Linked DNA regions of Mus musculus: all the other regions are linked to region 1. Evidence: chromatin contacts called from public Hi-C and Micro-C data. All regions are on one chromosome and are shown on one strand. Each heading gives the region's core, a stretch centred on a gene start, on an enhancer-like site or on the middle of the called end of the contact. The rest is flanking DNA. Distances are from core to core; before and after follow the strand shown.

Region 1 (2,841 bases), core at 123-2,622:
CAGTGAGGGCAGAAGTGGCAAGGGCGCACAAACCTCATTTTCTGGATGGCATCTTTGTGGCCTTCCAATCGCTTCCTCACCCCGTTAAGGGGGGTTCTTGAGCAGTGGGATGAACACTGGATCCCTAGGTCCACCAACCGGTGAGGAGCCATGTAGACATTAATAATCTTTCATTTACACAGCACATAATCTGTGCTGCACCACAGGGTTTAAAACATCGCACAAGAGGTGGAATACACCTTTAATTCTAGCACTTGGGAGGCAGAGGCATAGAGGCAGAGGCAGGTGGGTCTCTGTGAGCTCCAGACCCAGACAGAGCTACATAGTGAGACCCTATCTAACAAAACAAGACAAAACAACAAAAAAAGCCAGGAGTGGTGGCACATACCTTTAGTCCCAGCATTGGGAAGGCAGTGGCTGGAGGATGGAGCCTAGCCTGGGTTATATAGTGATTTCTAGGCCAGTCAGGGCTGCATAGTGAGAGCGTATTCTCAAATAAAATAATACACATTTATTTTTTATTTTATGTGTATGAGTACACTATAGCTATACAGATGGCTGTGAGCCTTCATGTGGTTGTTGGGGAATTGAACTTAGGACCTCTACTCACTCCAGTTGGCACCCTCTCGCTCCAGAAGATGGTGGGTGTCAGATCTCATTATGGGTGGTTGTGATCCACCATGTGGTTGCTGGGGTTTGAACTCAGGACCTTCGGAAGAGCAATCGGTGCTCTAACCCGTTGAACCATCTCGCCGTCCCCCTCCTTTTTTTTTTTTTAGAAATTAAAAAAAAAAAAAAAGGCCGGGCGTAGGGAAAATGCCAGTACTAAGGAGGCAGAAGCAGAGGCAGGCAGATCTCTGAACTCGAGGGCAGCCTGGTCTACATGGTAAGATCATGTGTAGCCTGGTGTACACAGTGAGCTCCACAGGCCAGCTAGGGCGGCAAAGGAAAGAAAAAGGAAAGAAAAAAAAAAAAGCCTCATCCAAAAAAGGAAAGAAAAAAAAAAGCCAAAGCCAGCGGAGTTCAGCTATCTACAGATTTCCCGCCAAAGCCTGGGAGGCTGAGTCCAAGCTGAGAGAACGCACTGACAGCTGCCCATCACTCTGCTGCCAAGGAGACAGAGGAGGCCGCGCCAGCAGGGCGGAGCCTGCGCGTGCGCGCCCCCGGGTGTGTGGGGCGGAGCCCGGAGCGCGGGCTGAGGAGCGCGTGCGCACGCGCCTGAGCGAGAAGCCGTGCGGCCGGTAGGGGGCGCTGAGAACCCACGCGGCGCTCTGCCTGCCCCCCAGGCGCTGTCCGCCGCGGTTCGATTGGAGCAGCCGCGGAGCTGCTCTTGGCGCCATTTTGAAGCGGAGAGGCGGAGGAACGGCCTGGACTGGCTGCGGAAGGGGAGGGGGGGCGGGAGGAGGCGATTGGATGCGGCGGCGGCGGCGGCGGCGGCGAGGGCGGCGGATCCCCGAGATCGGAGGAGCGCGAGGAGTGTAGGAGCCGGGCGACCGGAGGTAGGAGCGACTCGGGTAACGGAAAGGGAGCGCCTCTTCATCGCCTCAGCGCCCCACGCTCCATTTTTCTAGCGGGGCGTGCGCGCGTGGAGCCGTCGCCCGCTGAGCCTCGCGTGTCCCGGTGTCCCAGCGGGGCTGCGGTGGGGCCGGGGGCGGGGAGGCCGCGGGCCGCGGCTGGCGCCGGCCCGGAGTGACCTTTGCGGGGGCCGCGGCCGCGCCCCTCCCCCTCCCCTCTCCTCCCCCTGGAGAGAAGCCCCCCGCGCCGCTTCCCCCTTCCGGCTGCCTGCGGGCCCGGCGCGAGGGGAGGCGCGCCGCACTGCTCGGGAGTCGGGGAAGAGCCGGGAGCCGGCCGAGAGAGCGAGAGCGAGAGAGAGAGAGAGAGAGAAAGAGGAGAGAGTCAGAGAGAGTCAGAGAGAGAGAGAGAGAGAGAGAGAGAGAGTCCTCGGGCGACCGCGGGTGCAGCCCCACGGCGGTACGGACAGTGTGCGGTGCGGGCTCGCCCGCCCGCCTCTGCACCGTTATTCCACTGACACTCTAAAAGTTTGCGGTCCGGGAGAAGCCCTGGCGGCGGCGGCGTTGGTGTTGGCGGCGTTGGCGGCGGCTGTGGCTGTGGGTCTGCTTTTTGTTTTGTTTCGGTTTTTGCTCTGTACGTTGAAGAGCAAATGTGATGTTTGCACATAGGAGCAGGCATGTAGCATGCAGCCGACAGGTGTTTGCAGGGTCGACGGAACCCCGAAATTCAGCACCTGCTCTTCAGCGCTGCATGCTATTCCAGTACGAACTCCCGAGGGGTTTGAAAGAAGAGTGATTCGTTCGCTCCATCCTCAGGAACCCTACCAAGATTTAAAAGCCCCCCCCCCCCCCCATATTTTTGATTTCAAAGAATGCTCCTTTGATACTAGAGTTAGGAACTGATGGGTGGCTGTAATCGCTCCAAGGAGCGGTCTCTCTGTTGAATACTTGTTGAAGCTTTGGAAGTATTGTTTCATTTTTGAAGGTTGGTCTGAGGTCCTGAGAGAGTTGGGGAGGCCTGTGGACTTCAACGAAATAACCTTTTAAAAGCCAGGTGTATGTAGTGTAGGAGGTGGGCTGTAGCTAACTTATGATGACTGAAGTGGAGAAGGGCAATTTAAGCATTGTTCTCAGCACATGTAGTTAACAGTTCCACGAGGGGGTGTTTTCTGTGTTAACTTTTGTGAAAGTCAACTAAGTTGGCACAAGCGCGGGTTTCAGAGGCTATCTCTTGGCTGTGCACTAGACATGTCAGATGCTAGTGTTTGGGGGACTTTAGTAGAGTGAACACTTGGGAGCTATGGCAGGCCGCTGTGGAACAGGTAATCTT
Region 2 (2,841 bases), core at 152-2,651, 240 kb after region 1:
TTTTGGTTTTTTGAGACAGGGTTTCTCCGTGTAGCCCTGGCTGTCCTGGAACTCACTCTGTAGACCAGGCTGGCCTCGAACTCAGAAATCTGCCTGCTCCCAAGTGCTGGGATTAAAGGCGTACACCACCACCACCCGGCTGTGTCTGCATTCTGCATTTCTTAACTCATCTGTTGATGGACTGTTATCCTGGCTGTTGAGAACAAAGCTTCAATAAATATGGGAGTGAAACTGCCCTTTGATGTACTGAGTTATTTTCCTTTGGGACTGGGAATTGCTGGATCACATGGAAATTTGTTCTTCATATTCTTGGTGACTGCACTGGTTTCCATAATGACAGGACTAATATTAAGTCATGGTTTGAAGACAGCAGTCATCTTAGAGGTGTGTGGCCCTAGCACCCTTCCCTTCCTCATGTGTAGCCCTAGGAAAGCAAACAAATAGTACAGGCTTCCCTATATTAGAAAGACCACAGCTGGGCTGGAGAGATGGCTCAGTGGTTAAGAGCATTAACTGCTCTTCCAAAGGTCCTAAGTTCAAATCCCAGCAACCACATGGTGGCTCACAACCATCTGTAATGAGATCTGATGCCCTCTTCTGGTGTGTCTGAAGACAGCTACAGTGTATTTACATATAATAAATAAATCTTAAAAAAAAAAAAAGAAAAAAAAAAGACCATGGTTGTGTACTCTCTCACCTCCACAAGCCATGAGGATCAAAGGAGACAAACTGGGAAGACATGCTGGCAACTCAGTCACTCTGTGAATGTTTGCTGTTCTCTCAGATTGGACCTTACTCTGTATCTATCAAATTTGATATCTCCAGCAAGCCTAGTGAGTGTGGTTTGTCACTTAAGAACAGACTTAATTGGGGGGGGGGCTAAATCTGGGAGTGTTAGTACTAAACATGTCTCTATGTGACTGTCTCACCAGGTCCAGGAATAATTACAAGTTTAGGGGTTGAGATTTACTTGCATAGAGAGGGTAGGGATAGGGTGGGAAGGGTAAGAGGTTAGAAGGAAGGCAAAGGGTCACATGATGTCAAGTGCTGGAGAACACTGGGCAGTGTTCAGTGTGGATGGAGAGGAAGAAGTCAGGGGAATCACAGCACCCCATTCACAGCTGAGCATCAGCTGGGTCCCGTGTCTGTGCTTGAGAGAGAGTCAGTAGTCAGTAGTCCTGGTGATAGGAGATGAGCTGCAGACAGAGGTGAGATACTCCCTGGCTGGCTCTCCTGCCTGAGTGCTCTCTGCACTTGCAGCCTCACGACTTTCCCTTGTACTCTTGCACATGGCCATGGTAAAGGTTAACTGTGACCACCTGTCAAAGCCTGTTATATGTAGTTCCTCTCAGCCAGGCCTTATGTGAAGCCTGGGTGACTGCAGGAGGCAAAGCAGACATGGCCCCTGGACTCTTGGCACTCAGTGTCTGTGGGGGAGGTACACATGAAGACACAAGGAAATGCATACCCTAGAGCCAGGACACGTTGTGGAGGAGATGCCTGGAATCCTTGAGAGTTTAGAGACAGGTCTGCACACTGAAGGTGTGTGAAATAAAAATAAACAAACACACAAGAGCGGTACATTAAATTAAAAAAAAAATCTTGGCAAATACAAAGTGACTAGTTCTCACAGCAAGATCAAGTCTTGCTTTTAACTGAAGATGTTGGGGTTTTATTGTTTTAACAAATATGTGTGTTTTCCTCTTTCCGAGTTTGGAAAAACAATCAAGCAGACATCCCACAAAGTGCAGCCCTGGAAAACCTCGCCATCTGGACTGTCTGCTGGAAAAAACAGAAAGGTCACCCAGTGTGACTTGTCGAGCTTCACTAATTCCTGGAATTCCGTAGTCATTTCTCCAAATTAATTTTTAACTTCTTTCAGTGTGTCGCTTAAAATAAAATTTTTATCTCACTAAGGGGGGAAAAACAGTGGGAGGGGAAAAAGGATGGAGGGGTTGACTTAACCTTTAAGTGTTAGCAGCACACAGAATTCAAAGTGCTTTACATAAATCAGAATCAGGGAAAAGCCAGGTGAGGTAGTGCATTACCATAGTCCCAGCTACTCAGGAGACTGAGCAGGAAAACCCACCCCAGTTTCAAGGCCAGCCTGCGCTACAGAGTGAGTTTAATGCTAGTCCAGGCTCTGCAGAGAGTTACTTTGTAACGGACTATAGAAATGATCCCTGAAAGTATAGTCTTGAGAGTTATTTTGTATATTCCTCTTATCTTTTTTTTTTTTTTTTTTTTTTTTTTTTTTTTGGTTTTTTTCGAGACAGGGTTTCTCTGTATAGCCCTGGCTGTCCTGGAACTCACTTTGTAGACCAGGCTGGCCTCGAACTCAGATTCACCTGCCTCTGCCTCCCGAGTGCTGGGATTAAAGGCGTGCACCACCACGCCCGGCCTTATTCCTCTTATCTTAGTATCTCCCAGAATTCCATGCCCCCTTAACTACAGGTAAAAGTGAGACTTATCTACAGTAAAGCTACAGTGTGAAGCTCCTGGGCTGTCTTTGTCAACTTCTTCTCCACTCACATCATATTTGTTAATGAAACCTTTAGTGTTTATTCATTTATTTTATGTGTACAGATGCTTTTTGTTCTCTGGCATTTATATATGTGCACCATATCCATACAGTGTCCATTGGGGCCAGGCAAGGGTGTCAGATCCTATGAAACTGATTAAGGACAGTTTTGAGACATCCTGAGGGTGTTGGGAAGTGGACCCAGGTCCTCTGAAAGAGCAGCCAGTGCTTTTAACTGCTAAGCCATCTCTCATGCCCAGCCATGGTCTTTCTAGTACAGGGAAGCCTGTGATAGAAGCACCTTCTATAGAAAGTGTCCA
Region 3 (2,841 bases), core at 128-2,627, 170 kb after region 1:
TGAGAAAAGGGCAGAGTGTCCCCAGCCTGACAGCCTGTACCAACTATTTGCCTGGAGACAATCACAGTAACCGAGCCACCTGGAAGGCAGGAAATGGAGCTGGGAAAGAAAATAAGCTCTTTTTCAAAAAAGTATTTAAAAGGAAGTGGCCAAGTAATGCTCCAGGCCCCATATGAGCTGTACTCTTTGAGACTTCATCTGTTTTCCTGGTGTTGTTGATTCAGTGTCACATAGTAGGCACTCTTGTCACACAGTAGCACTTTAGGAAAGATCTGTGGATAAACTCCTAAGGACAAATTATAGCCACACACCTTAAGGGGCGTATGGCTCCTCCAGAAGGCCTTCTCCAAGGCAGGATTTGATTCTCTGGGCCTGTGGTGGGTCTTAAAAGTCTGCACTTCAGGTATATTTCCGTGATCATTTTATGCAAACTTCTGAGCCCTGTCTACCCTGTGTAGTTCAAGTCCAGGTTTTGCAGGGCACATACCATAGGCACGTGGGGGGCAGAGCTTGGCCACAGGGATGGCTCCCGTCCTAGAGACAGATTTGAGTGCACCAGGGTCCTGGGTATTAAGAGAAAAGGGGAGACTGAGGTCTAATCCCCAGTCCCAGCTTTTCCGGTTTGGATTTTCTTTCTCTTCTATGACACAGTCTTACTAATGAAGGTTGTAAGCCACTTGGAATCAAGTAGTTGCCCTGGGGTCCAGAGTTACTACAAATGAGCAGTTAACTGGGGTTCTGGCTCTTTGCCAGTTTTTCTTGCTGTCCCTCCCAGCAGTGCATTATGCAAAGGTCCTTAGAGAGCTCCAGGCTGCCAGTGCTGGGGACTGTCCTATGGCAGTCCCTCCAGCTTGCTCCTCCCTCCTTCCTTATCTGCATGTTCTCAGACTTCACCCCTGCAGCAAATCACTTTCTTTTCCTCAGGAGAAGTCTGTCCCTTGGTGGGTGTGGTTCTTTTTAGGGGCTAGGGGCCAGAAAAAGGCAGGAAGCTTGCCCCCCGCCCCCCCCCCCCTCCGCGCAGTTGGTGTTCTGGCAACTTCCCTTCCAGAAGCTTTGTGAGCAAATCTGAGCTCAGGCGCCTGATGTGGTTGACCTCTGGGGCGGGCTTTAAAAGCTGCCATGATTTTGTTGAGTCTCATCTGGTTCGATTTGGAAAGATTTATCCCAGAATGATTTGAGTACCTTCCGATGCCTCCTTCCAATGAAGGAATCGCTTGGCCATTGAGAAAATGTACTACCCGCTCTTCGAAGGCATTTGTGTCTAAGAGCTAAAGACCAGAAGACGCAGTGTACTTCAAAGGCAGGGTTGCAGCTCTGGTGATCTGCTGTACCCTGTGTTTCAGCTGCTTCCGCTGCCCGAGGGGAAGCTCGCCTTCTACAGGGGAAGCTCGCCGTCTATAGACACAGTCCTCCTGCACAGGGTCCCATGGAGGCCCCACAGGAGTACAAGGAAGCTCTCTAAAGCCAAGAGGTTTGCAGCATCTGACTGTGTGACGTGGCTTGGAGACAAACCAGAGCCACATCAAAAGCTCGGGGACCCAAGGCCAGAACTACACATTGACAAGAGTAAACAAACAGACCAGCCTTCAGAGTTATACCACCCTAGCTTCCCACGGGAGGCTGCCTCTCCAGTCTATGCAGTTTTTACTTCCATCTCTTCTGCTTTTCGGCCTCAAGAAAGTTATTTATGAATTTGTCTTCACTCCCTAAGTTACACATTTCTTCAAGACTCTGTTGGCCCTGTTCAACTTAGGAAGCCTTGCGCATGGGCTGGGATGTGTGTGTGTGTGTATACATACATACATACACACACACACATATATATATATATATATAGTTGTTGTTTGTTTTCTTTTCTATCCAACTTGACACAGACTTAGACATGCCTAGCAAGAAGGAATCTCAATTGAGGAACTATATCCATCAGATTAGTCTGTGGACATGTGCGGAGCACTTTCTTGTTAATTAATATAGGAAGGCCCAGCCCACCAGGGCAAGTGGACCCTGACTGAGAAAGTCAGGAAGCAGAGTTCCTCTGAGGAGACTTGGAGGTAAGTGTGATGGCACTTGGTGTGGACAATCTCTAGCTGACCCTTCAGATGAGGACTGACTGATTCCTCAACCACAACCTGGTGGAAGACAGAAAGAAGCAGGCTACTGTAAGTTCCTGCTTCCTGACTTGTAGAAACTGTGAAGAAGGAAATAGTTGTTCTAAGTCACTGGATTTTAGGATAAATTTTTACATAGCTGCAGAAGAGTAACACATACCTAGTGATTCTTACTGATGGGATGGGATACCCAGACTGCAGCCAGCCAGCTCCTCTCTATGATTTTCCTGGTCCGATGTTCTCTACTGAATCCCCAAGACTTCCTGTCTTCTTGTTACCAGCACTTAGATACATGCTGTATGGGTTCCCTGCATTTTAAAGTAAGTTAGGATTTAGATACTGATAAAGGAAATAGATTTATTTATAGTTCAGTAGAGAAGAGCCAAGCCTAACTTCCTCCCCACAGTGCCTGAGGCTACCTTATTATTTATTAGAGCCCAAGACCAGGGCTAGAGCATATTTAAATTATACTGTGAGACAGGCTTATCAGTCCTTTTCGGCGGCATGGGGACCTGGGCCCCAGTTACCTTTAAAGATTTATTTATTTATTTTATGTATATTGGTACACTGTAGCTGAACAGATGGTTGTGAGTCTTTATGTGGTTGTTGGGAATTGAAGTTTTAGGACCTCTGCTTGCTCTGGTCATCTCCACTCGCTCAGTACCTGCTAGCTCCAGCCCAAAGGTTTATTTATTATTATACGTAAGTACACTGTAGCTGTCCTCAAAGGCAC

The links. Hi-C and Micro-C count contacts between places; a contact is called where the count stands out from the background.
Region 2: a Hi-C map of nephron progenitors shows a contact between it and region 1, with 3 times the contacts expected there. The contact joins the enhancer-like site here to the promoter of Pds5b in region 1. A contact is called at or near these places in 3 of 39 promoter capture datasets (embryonic stem cells, hippocampal neurons and stem cell-derived epiblast-like cells), 1 of 15 datasets of contacts at CTCF or cohesin (embryonic stem cells), 9 of 484 Hi-C or Micro-C datasets (the Ba/F3 cell line, the HL-1 cell line, the N1E-115 cell line and 4 more) and 2 of 115 datasets of contacts at active chromatin or transcription factors (embryonic stem cells and stem cell-derived neural progenitor cells).
Region 3: a contact with region 1 is called in a Micro-C map of embryonic stem cells, with 2.6 times the contacts expected there. The contact joins the enhancer-like site here to the promoter of Pds5b in region 1. A contact is called at or near these places in 3 of 484 Hi-C or Micro-C datasets (the N1E-115 cell line, embryonic stem cells and trophoblast stem cells) and 1 of 9 other capture datasets (pancreatic islet).

The regions. Positions count from the first base shown.
Region 1 is chr5:150,672,455-150,675,295 of GRCm38.p6, forward strand. Pds5b (PDS5 cohesin associated factor B) reads left to right here and starts at 1,373. Exons shown (of 35, transcript NM_175310.6): 1 at 1,373-1,499. It overlaps Gm40353, which reads left to right. Exons shown (of 6, transcript XM_017321266.1): 2 at 1,287-1,514; 3 at 1,572-2,108.
Region 2 is chr5:150,911,015-150,913,855 of GRCm38.p6, forward strand. No RefSeq gene overlaps it. Among named protein-coding and RNA genes, the nearest start is that of Kl, 40 kb to the right of the region's middle. Within about 2 kb of position 1,402, at least 28 of the 459 cell types and tissues checked have an H3K27ac peak or open chromatin away from gene starts, as enhancers often do. A contact at or near this core is called in liver and nephron progenitors, where this site is marked.
Region 3 is chr5:150,839,389-150,842,229 of GRCm38.p6, forward strand. All of the region lies in intron 1 of Gm36447 (a long non-coding RNA gene), which reads left to right. Among named protein-coding and RNA genes, the nearest start is that of Gm36447, 26 kb to the left of the region's middle. Within about 2 kb of position 1,378, at least 117 of the 459 cell types and tissues checked have an H3K27ac peak or open chromatin away from gene starts, as enhancers often do. A contact at or near this core is called in the N1E-115 cell line, embryonic stem cells and trophoblast stem cells, where this site is marked.